Linked DNA regions of Sus scrofa: region 2 is linked to region 1. A link is a contact called in public HiChIP or PLAC-seq data. All regions are on one chromosome and are shown on one strand. The core of a region is the stretch at or near the end of the contact, and the rest is flanking DNA. Distances in the headings are between cores, read along the strand shown.

Evidence for each region. HiChIP or PLAC-seq counts read pairs in DNA pulled down with a chosen protein or histone mark.
Region 2: an H3K27ac HiChIP or PLAC-seq map of alveolar macrophages shows a contact between it and region 1. The contact joins two enhancer-like sites. A contact is called at or near these places in 1 of 5 promoter capture datasets (fetal skeletal muscle), 1 of 47 Hi-C or Micro-C datasets (omental adipose tissue) and 1 of 2 datasets of contacts at active chromatin or transcription factors (alveolar macrophages).

Annotation. Positions count from the first base shown.
Region 1 is chr13:82,240,006-82,247,030 of Sscrofa11.1, reverse strand. The region is part of intron 1 of RASA2 (ras GTPase-activating protein 2); the gene reads right to left. Among named protein-coding and RNA genes, the nearest start is that of RASA2, 13 kb to the right of the region's middle. Within about 2 kb of position 4,595, at least 20 of the 83 cell types and tissues checked have an H3K27ac peak or open chromatin away from gene starts, as enhancers often do. A contact at or near this core is called in alveolar macrophages, where this site is marked.
Region 2 is chr13:82,300,298-82,307,322 of Sscrofa11.1, reverse strand. It overlaps RASA2 (ras GTPase-activating protein 2), which reads right to left. Exons shown (of 24, transcript XM_021069545.1): 7 at 6,670-6,742; 8 at 2,836-2,912; 9 at 648-749. Among named protein-coding and RNA genes, the nearest start is that of RASA2, 74 kb to the right of the region's middle. Within about 2 kb of position 3,677, at least 3 of the 83 cell types and tissues checked have an H3K27ac peak or open chromatin away from gene starts, as enhancers often do. A contact at or near this core is called in alveolar macrophages, where this site is marked.

The DNA of each region.
Region 1 (7,025 bases), core at 3,346-5,845:
GAGGGGGAACTGTGTACATGCATTTATATCTATAGGTCTTATGTGTTTCTATGTGTCCTAGAGGGGGGACACTACTGGGATAAATAAGAAAAAAAGATAAATATTTATTAAGCAGCTGCACATGCCAAGGCAATGCTTAATATTTTCTCAAATACTTCATTTAGTCTATATGACAACCTTGTGATGTAAGCATTTACTGTTCTCTTTCACAAAAATTTTTATTAAAAAATCACAGTTACAACATAGCTGGTACAGTGACTTGACAAGAAATCAAATTCCAAAGCCTAGTCTATCCATTACTATTAATGTCTTTCTGAATACAGCAGTGCTGAGAGGAATAGATAGCCATTCTCTCTGATATTATCTTAAGAGACCCTGTAGGATCTCCAATCTATTTCAAAGGATATCTTAAGCACAGAAATAAGAGCCAACACAGACCCCAGTGTGATTAACGCTCAAGAGAAATTGCAAAGGGCCAGGGTCAAGGTCCTGGACAAGATGATCCTAAGAAAAAGATTATTTGGAGTGGGAAGAAAGCTAAATCATAGTAATAGCTGTCATTTATCAAATAAATACATACATTACACATAGGAGATGTTTTTTAGAGACTTCATAAATATATTTCACCTAATCATCACAATAACTTCTTCTAAGTAATTTTTTTTTCTTTAAATACAGCGATCAGAGAGAGGAATAACATTCCAGGAGTAAGGCACAACATGAAGAGGTCTGAGAGGTAGAAACAAGAAGAGCATCTTCAAGAAGGCTAAGGCATAGAGAGATGAAAGAGGAACAAGAAGAGATAAGACTGTAAAGGAAAGGCAGCTTCAGAAAGTATCTGGAATGCCAAGCTAAGGAGTTTTAACTTTATTCAGTAAGCATCAAGGGTCACTGAAAGTTTCTGTGTGGTCAAAACTATGCTACAGGAAAATTACTGACAGCTACAGGGCCTACACTAAGGAAATGAAAAGGCAATGGGGAAGGGAGCGTGATGTGATGGACTGGGAGTCTGAGGTTAGTAGACAGCAAACTATCACATTTGGAGTGGATAAGCAATGCAGTCCTGCTATATGGCACAAAGAACTATATCCAGTCACTTGCGATGGAACATGATGGAGGATAATGTGAGAAAAAGAATGTATATATGTGTACAACTGGGTCATTTTGCTGTGCAGCAGAAACTGACAGAACATTTACTGAGCCACTGCATTGATAATGCCAGATCCTTAACCTGCTGAGCCACATGAGAACTAATATTTCTTAAATTTTTACTGAAATATAGTTGATTTACAGTGTTGTGTTAATCTCAGGTATACAATAAAGTGATTCGGTTATACATACACACATATACACACACACACACACACGTTTTAAAATTATCTTCCATTATAGGTTATTATAAGATATTGAGTAGAGTTCCCTGTGCTATACAGTAGGTCTCTGTTGGTTATCCATTTTATATATAGTAGTGTGTTTATTTTAATCCCAAACTCATCATTTATTCCTCTCCCTCAGTTTAATTTTAATTTCTGCTATAGGATAAAAGACGCACATATTTCTGAAAAACATACAGTACTGATGTAGTAAACCAAGTTGAACAAATTCACTTTGGAGATAGATCTGAGTTTCAACACAAGTTTTGTACTTAATGATCTGCATGTCCTTAGTCTTAACCAACTGCTTGCATAAAAAGAAGTAATTATAATACTTCAGGGACTACTATGAGAATTAACTGAGGTAAAGCACTTACCACAATGCCTAGAACAGAGTAACCACTCAGTAAATGGTAACTAGTAGCACCCTTCCTTGGTTAGGGATTGCTAAAAATTAGCATCTGTCCACAAATTCCTTCACCCTAGCCATTAGGTCCTGACCAAAAATAATCTGTAGTTTAACAACTGGATACATCGGAGGAGCTCATTTTTTCCTAAATGAGACTTTTTAAAATTTCTATTAGAGGAAAACGTATGGAAAACCACCTCCTTTTCTATACCTTATGCTCCACATCTCTGAAACGAAGGGTTTTAGAGAACTATTTCAAATTGGGGGTTTACAAACTAGGAGTCAGCTAGTCAAAGACTTACTTTGTTTGGATTGCATAATATTAGAAAAAATGTAGCCAACACCTATAAACGGGGAGAGTTAATAATAAATATTTCTGGTTTCTCTTTTAAGAATCCAAGACCTAGAAGTTCCCTTGTGGCGCTGGGTTAAGGATCGAGCATTGTCCCTGCAGCAGCTGGGGTCACTACTACGGTGCAGGTTCGATCCCTGGCCTGGGAACTTCCACTGGCCATGGGTGTGGCCAAAAATACATAAGTAATCAAAGATCTGGTAACATGGTTCTGAGTAGAAACTGCAGACAGCATCTTCTTTTTAAATCCTAACAACCTCCATACCTGGCTTTACTTCACTATGCCTGGTCTCTGTAGATTGGAGTTTGCAACCCCTTAATGAGTTAATCTTCTAGGTTCCCATAGCTTTAAGACCCTGAGAGATAACACATGAAATTTTTTTTTTTTTTTTTGACCACCCCATGGCATATGTTGTTCCCAGGACAGGGATCAGATGTGAGACGCGTTTGCAACCTAAACCGCAGCTGCAGCAATGCTGGATACTTAATTCACTCTGTTCGTCCAAGGATTGAACCTGTGTCCCAGCGCTTCCAAGACACTGCTGATCCCACTGCACCACCAGCAGGAACCCAACACATGACATTTTTTGAAAAGGCACATGGCAACACTGATTTCAATTGTTTTTAGATAGTGCTACCTATGGCCAGTTTGATAAATACTATAAAAACCAGATATACATTTATATGAAGTAAATTGTTTATCAAGAAAACTATGGACATATACTTTACCGATTATCACCACTGCTTATGTTACAGCCCATACTTAACTGAGTACACAGTGTACCAGGCAGTGTACCAAGTCATCCAATCTTTCTACAACCACTCTGTAAGATCAGAGTAACTACTATTATCAAATTATACAAAAGGAAACTGAGGTTCAGAGAGATTAGATGATTACTAGAAAAGTAGCAGAAAATCATGCTTTCAACATGCAAATTTTCACTTATCATTCAATCAATTTCTATATACCTAATATAATAAATACTCTGTACAGAATAAAGAAATCTTACAGAAGATAAGAGCACTCTCTTGCTCATTTATCTTTAAAATTCTCAGTAGAGAAAGGGAGAGAAAAACTGTCACAATCACACATGACCTTCCAAAGAGTTTCATATTCACCCTCTTCAGAATTATGTTAGATTGCTCCAAGGGTACAGTTGCAAAAAAAGGAGTGGGGGTGCCTACGAACTGTTGAAGAGAAAAAAGTTATGCAGCTGTTATTTCCTTCTTTAGTAGTCACCCTGAAAGCACCACTGGAAAACTAACTATACATTTGTGATGTTATTCAAGCGGAGAACAAGTCACCAATAAGCATATGGTGACTGCTGGAATACTCACTAACTAGGAAGTACGGTTTTCCAATGCATAAATTAACATGATCAGATAAGTGGACTGTCAAGCAACTTTTCTCACTCCCAGTAAATGATAAATTATCTTTAAAAAATAAAATCCGAGGAGTTCCTATTGTGACTCAGCAGTAATGAACCTGACTGGTATCCATGAGGATGCAGGTTCAATCCCTGGCCCTGCTAAGTGTGTTAAGAATCCGGTATTGCCGTGAGTTGTGGTGTGGGCTGCAGATGCAGCTTGCATCTGGTCTTGTGGCTGTGGCACAGGCTGGCAGCTATAGCTCTGATTTGATCCCTAGCCTGGGAACTTTCATATGCCACAGATGCGGCCCTGAAAAAAAAATATATATATATATATAATATATATATATATATATAATCTGAGATTATATATATATATATTATATATATATAATCTGAGATTCTATAATCCCACTCAACTGGTAATCTTAAAAAATCAACATATTACATAATTCCTATCAGAAATCTGGTTCTACCTAAGAAGAAGCACTATGATATTAACCTGGTACCTGGAGGTTAATATCATATGGGGAATAAAGTTTCACTAACTCCATCATGGAAATAAGGTAATGTGCAATCATCAGTAAAACAAAAACTAGGTAACAGCACTGAGCAAGCACTTGAGCACACAAACGACTCCAGAAATCCAGCACAGTTTAGGTGGTCAGCCTGGACTCAGTGAGCAAAGCACAGTTTTGTAGTTTTAAAACCTGAAAAATACATAAGTAAAATTCTTGACAAGACAAAAAGTCAAGGTTAAAGCATGAATTCCACAGCAACTGCTCAAAAAAGCCCTACTAGCTAAGATGCTGCTCTTCAATGGGAAAGTCTACAGAATATAATTAGCGGCCAATCGTTTTTACCGAAGTCATGTGCATTATAATTATCATACAGTTATCTATATTCTATCATATTAATCACCTCTGACTGAAGCTTAGTCCAGAACAAGAAGTTAGGAAACTACTGCACATGAAAAGGCAAGTTTCGCAAGGTATTGCCAGGAAATGTCCATGGGTTATAGAGAGACGTCACCAAGTTGCAGGCAGGATCTTTCTGTGGTTTGCCTTGCCCACTTCTGGTTTCAGTTTTGAACGTGTACTGATCCCTAAGCTCCCCACAGCCCCATTCTCAAGTAGCAAACCAAACTCTGAAGCACATATGGTAGAAATCTCTCAAGGATAGGCCAATAGTTTCTATAGCTTAAAGGCTCCTAAGCTGACCAAGAGAGCAAGCGAATGAAAGGCCCAAAGCCAGGCAGTGGCAGAACTAAGGGCTACATGGACAGGCCATTTACGGGATAAGGCTGCAATTTCTGGTAACAGCATCCAGGAAGCCCAAATAGGACTCATTATGATCTAGTGCTTCGCCACCCCCTCAAAAAAGTGCCACCTGGATATAAAGAAGTTACATCCACACAGGTGAATACAAGTATACGCATATGTGTGTCCTAACAGCAACACTAACATGCACAGGCAAACCCACATGAGTATAGTCAAGCAGAGAGAAGGGCAAAAATTTTGTGAATCCCCAAAACAGTACTAAATTTTTACAGTATTCCAACATTCTAATTTTATTGAATATCCATTATATTAACCCATGACCAATTTACGGATAACTATCAACAACAGAAATGTACTGGAGTTCCCGTCGTGGTGCAGTGGTTAACGAATCCGACTAGGAACCATGAGGTTGCAGATTCGATCCCTGGCCTTGCTCAGTAGGTTAAGGATCAGGCATTGGCATGAGCTGTGGTGTAGGTTGCAGATGTGGCTAGGATCCCACGTTGCTTTGGCTCTGGCGTAGGCCGGTGGCTACAGCTCCCATCAGAACCCTAGGCCTGGGAACCTCCATATGCCGTGGGAGCGGCCCTAGAAAAGGCAAAAAGACAAAAAAAAAAAAAAAAAAAAAAAGAAATGTACTGATCACTTCTTCCCATATATCATACGATGAGCAACTTGGTGGAAAAGAAGACATGGATTTTGATATCTTAAAGACCCTCTGAACACCTGCCTCTGCCCTTTTCAATCCAGAGCAAATAACCTTTCTGTCTGCTTCTTTCCTAAAACAGGAATGACAACAAACTTCTTCATGAAATGGGATGAAATGAAATAATTTACAAAGTATCCTAACACAGTATCTGGAAAAGAGTAAATAATAAATTTTAGCTCATCCCTCCATCCACCAAGAAAAAAATTTTTTTTCATTTTTAGCCACCTTGCAGCATATGGAGTTCCTGGGCCAGGGGTCAGATCCAAGCCTCAGGTGTGCCCTAAGCCACAACTGTGGCAATGCCAGATCCTTAACCCACTGTGCCGGGCAAGGGGTCGAACCTGTGTCCCAGCGCTCCTAAGATGCTGCTGATCCCGTTGTGCCATAGCAGGAATTCCAAGAAAATTTTTTAATAAAAATAAAACAGGGAGTTCCCATTGCAGCTCAGCAGTAACAAACCCAACTAGTATCCATGAGGACTCAAGTCTGATTCCTGGCTTTGCTCAGTGGGTTAAGGATCCAGCACTGCTGTGAGCTATGGTGTAGGTCACAGACACAGCTTGGATCCTGTATTGCTGTGGCTGTGGCATAGGCCAGCTACTGCAGCTCCAATTCAACCACCAGCCTGCAAACGTCCACATGTCGTGGGTACAGCCCTAAAAAGACAAAAAATTAAAAAAAGTAAAAAAGCCCAAATACAAAACAAAGAAGTTCTGTAACACGCAAATGGTACAATATTTTAAGGGATCAAAATTATTCTTTTTACTACATTCCTCTGAACCAAAACACTAACATTTTTAAAGGTCAACTTTCTGAATACAAATAGCTGGTGAAAAGAAGCAGAGCATATAGGAATTCGCTGTATTACTCTCATACTTTTATGTGTGTGAAGTTATATCAAAATTAAAAGTTACCTAAAAAATTGACAGAAAAGTTGACTTTATTTTTATGTGTACTCAAAATGTTACCAAACTCACCATTTGGTTACCTTATTTTTGTAGATAAAAGAATCCTCAACAGTCACAGAAAGAGAGGCTCTCACATCATAAGACTAATATTATGCCAAATTCATTTATACAAATAGTCATTTTTGATAACATAGCTTATACATAAATACACTCTCCAGAAAAGTTAATCATAAGGCTAATTCCCTTTGTCCATCTTGGACATAACCAATGTTGTTCATCCTTTCAAACCTTTTTCTGTGCTCCTTGCCATGTATACATAGAGAAAATGACATACATAACTACACATAGCACCGTAACAACTGACTTTTTTCTTTTCTTCTTCTTCTTCTTTTTTTTTTTTTTTTTTTTTTTGCTCTTTAGGGCTGCACGTGCATTCCCAGGCTAGGGGTCAAATTGGAGCTAGAGCTGCCAATCTACACCACAGTCACAGCAACATGGGATCCAAGCCACAGCTGCGATGTACACCACAGCTCACCAGAACACCGGATCCTTAACCCACTGAGCAAGGCCAGGGATCAAACCTGCATCCTTATGGATACTAGTCGGATTTGTTTCCACTGCACC
Region 2 (7,025 bases), core at 2,428-4,927, 61 kb before region 1:
CTGCCCATTAATAAAGTTTCTGAAGTGCAGATGTTGATCTGTGATCAAGCATCCTCTCACACAGTCAGCTCTTATGTAATGTTTGAAATGTTTTCCATATTTTCTTTAGAGTTAAGATTAAGTTTTTTTTCTTTCTTTCTTGTCTTTTTTTTTTTTTTGTCTTTTTGCCTTTTCTGGGGCTGCTCCTGCGGCATGTGGAGATTCCCAGGCTAGGGGTCTAATCAGAGCCACAGCAACCTGGGATCTGAGCTGCGTCTGCAACCTACACCACAGCTCACGGCAATGCTGGATCCTTAAACCACCGAGCAAGACCAGGGATCGAACCTGCAACCTCATGGTTCCTAGTCAGATTCGTTAACCACTGCACCATGACGGGAACTCCAAGATTAAGTTTTCAGTGGAAAAAATATTCCTAGATAATTCAGTTCTTTTATCTCAGTACCAGAGAACAGGTCATAAAACTAATATAATTGTACTTATATTTCTGCAACAATAAATTAATGATCAAATCAATTAATGTTAATGACTTCGGGCTTATTCCATGAAAAATTTTAAATATGCTTATAGTAATAAGCATTTATGTGCATATACAGTGCATTAAAGAGGATGACCTGCCATGTAGTTCACTACAATGCTTGTCTTCTTACCAGGCTTGATGAGAGGAATCATTTCTTAACACGTTCACAGGGACCTTAATCTCACCTAGGAAAACATCTTGGACCAGGTTTCCATTGTTCCACAAGTCGATCCTGAAAATTTAAAACTAGTTTTACTTTTTGAAAACAATGTGTAGGAGAACACACACAGACAAATGGCTTCAAATTACTATGATTCTTATTATATCACTAATTTTAGGGTTCTGGGTACTTTGACATAAGTGTCTTTGCCACAGACATCTTTGCCTCAAGCATTTTTGCCACAAACATTTTCACCACATAACTAATTAGTCATAAGGCAATTTTTGTCATAAATGATAAAAAGTAAAAGACATTAAAAAAGACACAAGTACCTAAAACATGAAAAATGAATAATAACTAAAAGACTTCACTGCAAAATACAAAATGTTTGAATACATTCAAAATGTATGTAGATTCACGGCAATACGGTACAAATAAATGATTTTATTTTCTGGGCTATACCTAAGCACTTGTCCTCCAAGTCTTTCATTCACAGTATTTAACACATTGTTTTTGCTTGTTGATTTGTCTCCTTATTTGGCATTGTACTTTTTTGCTATAATTTCTTCCTTCCTTAGGAGAGGTATAAGTTTCTAAACACTAGGATGCATATTTGTTTCTGAGCTTCGTATTGCTTCTTAGCATACTGTCACATGTCTATTGATAGATGTTTCAAAATTCTGTGGAAAACATGGGTTCAACTCTGTGCCTTTGTGGCCCTCAGACTATTTCTCCTCCAACATGGTGTATTTCAAAATAAGAAACTCTCAGGGAAAATCATCGTCATCTATCAGCTCGATAAAGCTATCGATAACGTCACCAACTGGAACAAATGCCAACACATTTCAACCAGTTGAAACCAAACTGTCAGACAGTTATTTTATCTTTCACAGCAAATTTGACTTATAGCCAATTAGTTCTGCAGCTAAAATGTTTGTGGCAGAAATATCTATAGCAAAGATGCTCATGGCAAAGACACTAAATGGCCTAAGTACCAGACACATAATCTTACATGCTTAAAAATAAGAGAGTTAGCACTGTCATATACCTATCTAAAATAAGAAAGCAGAATACTGCAGTAGATTTTACTTAAAAGCACAGAAAGTACATAATTATCTTAATCTAAAAGAAAGCACTTAAGTTTCTTAGTTTCAAAGTCTAGGCTTTATTTCAACCTATAGCAATAAGGATTATACAGTTACTTTTTTGAATTTGAGAAAAGAAACCAACACAAGACTACAGTTTCTTTCTCAATTAAAACCAGTTAATATGTAAAAACTGGTGATTTAGACAAATACATTACCTGATCATTCCAAACATGTGATTAATACATCCTTTAGATGAACACACTGTTAACACCACACCTATACATGCATTTACAAAACTTTCCCCCTCCCAAAAAGCATAGATATTTAAGACCTAGGAAATAACGCAAACTTCAAACACATGCACCTGTTGAATTATCTTACAAGACTTCTTACCTCACTGAAATTTCTGTTAGACAGCAGATATGTTAAGAAGAATAAAAAAATTATTTCTAAATTGGCTAATATATACTTTTCTATATATACTTTGCATCCATTATGCTATGATTTCGAAATTTAAGAGCAATTAAATTTGGGGAAAACTGAAAATATAATAGGTGGAAGTTAGATCATTTGTGGTTTTTTATGTTTTGTTTTTTTTCTCTTTGGGGCCACACCTGAGGCATATGGAAGTTCCCAGGCGTGGAATAGGAGCTGTAGCTGCCAGAGTATGCCACAGCCACAGCAATGGCAGATCTGAGCCGCATCTGCAACCTATGCCATGGCTTGCAGCAATGCCGGACCCTTAACCCATGGAGCTAATCCAATCAAACCTTCATCTTCATGGATACTAGTCAGGTTTTTAACCTGCTGAGCCACAATGGGAACTCCTGGTCATTTTGTTTTTAAAATAAATACACCTTGACTATTTCTGCAAAGAAATCAGAATTTGAAGATAATCTGGATTTAAAATTAGATGCATGTTCCTCTAAGTTTGTTTTTTTCCCTTGTAAGTTTCATTGATCAACTTGCTAAAAAGAATTCTGTTATGCTTGATTCACCTTTTTCAGTTAAATTTAGGATTTTCTTTTGGCACAGAAAAATTTAATTCTGTAAAACCCCAAAACACATACCTAATCTCCAGCTTTTCAATGTCCTCCTCTTCTACCTGGAACTGGGACTTTCTGGTATAACTACTGGATCTTGTTACCTATAAACAAAATATTTTAATATAAGAATTTTAAAATACCTTTTCACTACCTGAACTTTACAAAACTACCAGTCCTAAAAGGTTCAACAGCGTTTATTAAAAACAAAGGAAAATGCCTAAGTAATATTTTACTCAAAAGCTAAATACAAGAATAGCTATGGAAGTAGCAGAGAGGTAAGGTGGTGTAAAACTATCAAAATCAATCTTGCCTCCATACCCTTCCTTATCAGTTTGATACACAGCAACACTGGGTTCTCTGGCTTGCATGTAATCTGTCGGTGACTCAGAGTAAAAGCATTCTATTTCAGTGAAGACTTTCCCACATTTCTTAAGATGCCAATGCCACCCTCACACTTCCTTCTCACATTTTTACCGAAAGTATCAAGGCCACCGCAGGAACTTCCTCAACTACTGTCCACCTGAGCACGTCTGTTCTCACCTAGCCCTGTCGTTACTTGATGAGTTTTCTCATCCTCTTCTGAACAAGAGCATGAGATGATCCTCCTCTTTTCTAAGACTGCTCCACCCACACACAGGATGCAGTAAGCATACAGTAAGCATTCAATCTATTTTAATTACAGCTTTCTTTACCAGACTGTTCACCTCACTCGAGTCTGAGAAAAATTCTCCCCTTAAATTACGGTCTTCCTATCTCTTTCCTTTCACAGACAAATATCTCAAAACTGTTATCCATCCTTACAGCCTCCACTTCCTCACCACCCACTCACTACAGAAACTCCTTACAATCTGGCTTCCTCACACATCACCCTCCTAAAACCCTCTCTTAATCACCAAGTCTGATGATGAATTCTTAGTTCTCACCTTCCTTGACCCCTTTATCTGAATGAGTGACCATAGAGTCATACTCCCTTTTCCCCAAGATACCCTTTTCCTGCGTTTACAGAGGCACTATCCTGGCTACTTCCGCTCCCTTTGCTTCTTTCTCTGGTACCTCTTCTTCCTCGAAACTTAGAGATATGGGTGTTCTCCAGGTTTTATCTTTCATTTTGCTCTAAGAGCTGCACAGTGCTGTGCAGTTTACAAAGTGCTTTCACGTCCATTATCTCCTGTGTTCATCAGAACACTGCTCTGAAGCAGGCAGGGCTAGATTTATTACCCTCATCTTGAAAATGAGGAAGCTAAAGTACAGAAATTAAGAGACATACTCAAAGCTGAATACTTAATATGTGGCAAAACTGAGCTTCTTTACTTTTCTTCTTTATTATATACCTCTGCTCCCTGGCTTTTTCTTGACTCTCTGCAAGCAATTCTTGATTCTTTATCTATAACCATCACGCATCCTAGTTATGAACTTCCTATGGGAAGACTTTACATGTCAAACCTCAAGCTCATTATGCCCCAAACTGAACCACTTATGTTTTCCTTCTTAACTTTTCTATTTTTCCAGATTTGAAATCATGAGAACATTTGACTTCTTTTACCTTTTCTGCTATAACTGATTTGTTACCTTGCCATTTGCAGTTTCTTTCTCATTCGTTTCTTCCTATTTCCATATTATTCTCTTAGATCAGACCCCTGCCTCCCTCTTGCTTTTTCCTTTCTTTTTACCCCCCTTTTTACAGCCATACTTGTGGCATATGGACGTTCCCAGGCTAGGAGTCAAATTGGAGCTGCAGCTGCCGGCCTACACTACAGCCACAGCAACAATGGATCCCAGCTGAGTTTGCAACCTACCACAGCTCACGGCAACGTCAGATCCTTAACCCACCAAGTGAAGCCAGGGATCAAACCTGAGTCCTCATGGATACTAGTCAGGTTTGTTACCGCTGAACCAAGACAGGAACTCCGCTTTTTCCTTTTTTTAAAAAACACCTAAACTACAATATTCTCTTGATCTCTGTTCTCTCTCTCTCAGCCATCTAGCCCACAGACCATGGTTAATTCTTCCCAAAACACTGCATTACTCTTATTACCTCCCAGCTAAAAAACATTCAGTGGGTAACATGGCACGTCAGCTTGGCTTTCAAGGCCTTTCATTAGTTGGTCCTACTTTATCTTTTCAAGCTCAGTTCCATCACTCCTTTTTAGTCAAATCACTACTTGCTACTCTTTGGACATAACTGCTTTTCCGACTCTATGTCTCTGCTCAAAATGTTCCTTCTCTAATACTCTTTCCTTTGGCTCCACTCAGCAGGAGCAGAGCTCTCCAAAATCTACTACTGCGTTTTTCTGCTGCATGTATGTATGCATGTGCATGCACTGGGTCTCTTGCTCTAGCTAGAGATCAGAGGTTGAACTTTATAATCAACTCAACAAAGGGCCCTTTGAATGAATGTTTCAAGGCCTAACAGGTATGCATGCATATAGCAAACAGGTCAGGCCTTGACTTTCAGAGGACCATCTGCTTGCTGCTGCAAGTTGTCCCTTTTCTGTTTTCTCCAGGTTAGATGTAACAGCCATTTTAAAATATAGAACAACTGAACTAAGTAAGTCCTTAGCCAGGAAATGGAAAGGTCTCACATTGGTACATTTTCCTTTGCTTTTCTTTCTCCCTTGCTTCCACCCCCAACAATTCTTCCTACTTCAATTTTGGCATTCTCAGCGGTGTTCCTTTATTAAATTACAGTAATCAGAAGTTCTGTTGTGCCACAGAGGAAACAAATCCAAATAGGATTCATAAGGATGTAGGTTCGATCCCTGGCCTCACTGAGTGGGTCATGGATCCGGCTTTGCTGTGAGTTGTGGTACTGGTCGCATATGCAGCTTGGATCCCACATTGCCATGGCTGTGATGCAGGCTGGCAGCTGTAGCTCCAATTTGACCCCTAGCCTGGGAACTGCCACTGCCATATGCCACAGATAGGGCCCTAAAAAGCAAAAAAAAAAAAAAAAAAAGCGCAGTAATCAGGCATGGCTAGATGCACCCTCACTCTCTTCACTTTGAAATATAAAGAAAAACACACAAGGAAAAACACGAAACGTAACTTTTTCAAATCTTCCCTACATGTCAAATCTCAAATGCAACATATTCTATGGTTAGAACACAATCTAGAATACAGCACTTGATTATTTTTGTTTTTTTCCTGTAGTTTTCAAATAATATGAAAAAGGATTTCTTTAACAAATGTTCCACATAAAGAACTCAAAAACCCTATATCTGGAGCAACTTCAAGGCAGCTCAAGTTCTCTATGAAAACAAGCATGTGTCCATCAAGCAATTTATCTAAAAAGAACTTAATAGTAAGGCCTTAATCATACAGTACTTTATAGTCTCAAAGAACCGTCACATTTGAACCTCATTAAAACTCTATGAGTTAGGAAGGACTGCTACTGTTTTCTCTTACAAAATTTTCCTTTCACAGGATGAGAAATTTGAGTCTCCTATGTAGTGATTTGTTCAAACACAACTGGGACTAGAGCTCAGATCTACCAAGTGATAATGTACTTATTTCACTAGCGGTTTTCAAAGAGTATTGTGCAGAAGAGTCCTAGTGTCACTGCACATGCAGACAGGCTGGATCAGATGAGAGTGTATGTGAAAGGGTGTGATACTGATGATGAGTGAAGAGTGGATGTGGTCCTAGACCTCTCCATCCTGAAATCAATCAGAGCTCTGCCATTGTTTTATGCACTAGGCCTCCGCTGTCTTAAACCATGATTCTATTGCTTTCGGGAAAGAGATGCTTAGTTGCATTAGATGATAAAATTATGACCATGGCCCAAATTTGAAAAAATAAGTAAATCAGCATTCAATATTCAATATTTCATGTTAACATTTAAATAAAACAAAAAGTTACCTCAAAATAAAAGATTTCATTAAACTGCGGGTTGCTTGTTTTCTTCTTTACTTTTGTCTTCTTTTGGTCATTCCTGTTCCAATGTGGTAGAGTTTTACCTTGTAGAACTTAATAGTACACAATTATAAAACATGCTATTTCCAACCAGGGAGCTGACCTCTGTTTAACTGTTAAGACGACTCAGGGAAGACTGTAGCTTTCAATATTACTTGAGGAAAAAAATAACCTGAGTGCTCTAAACACTTAAACCAAAGAATACAAGTTTTGTATATCTGATGTATGCCAAGATTTTATTATTCTTGCCACAGCTATACTGCCAAGTTTACTTCAAGGGTTTTTAAATAACACATTCCATT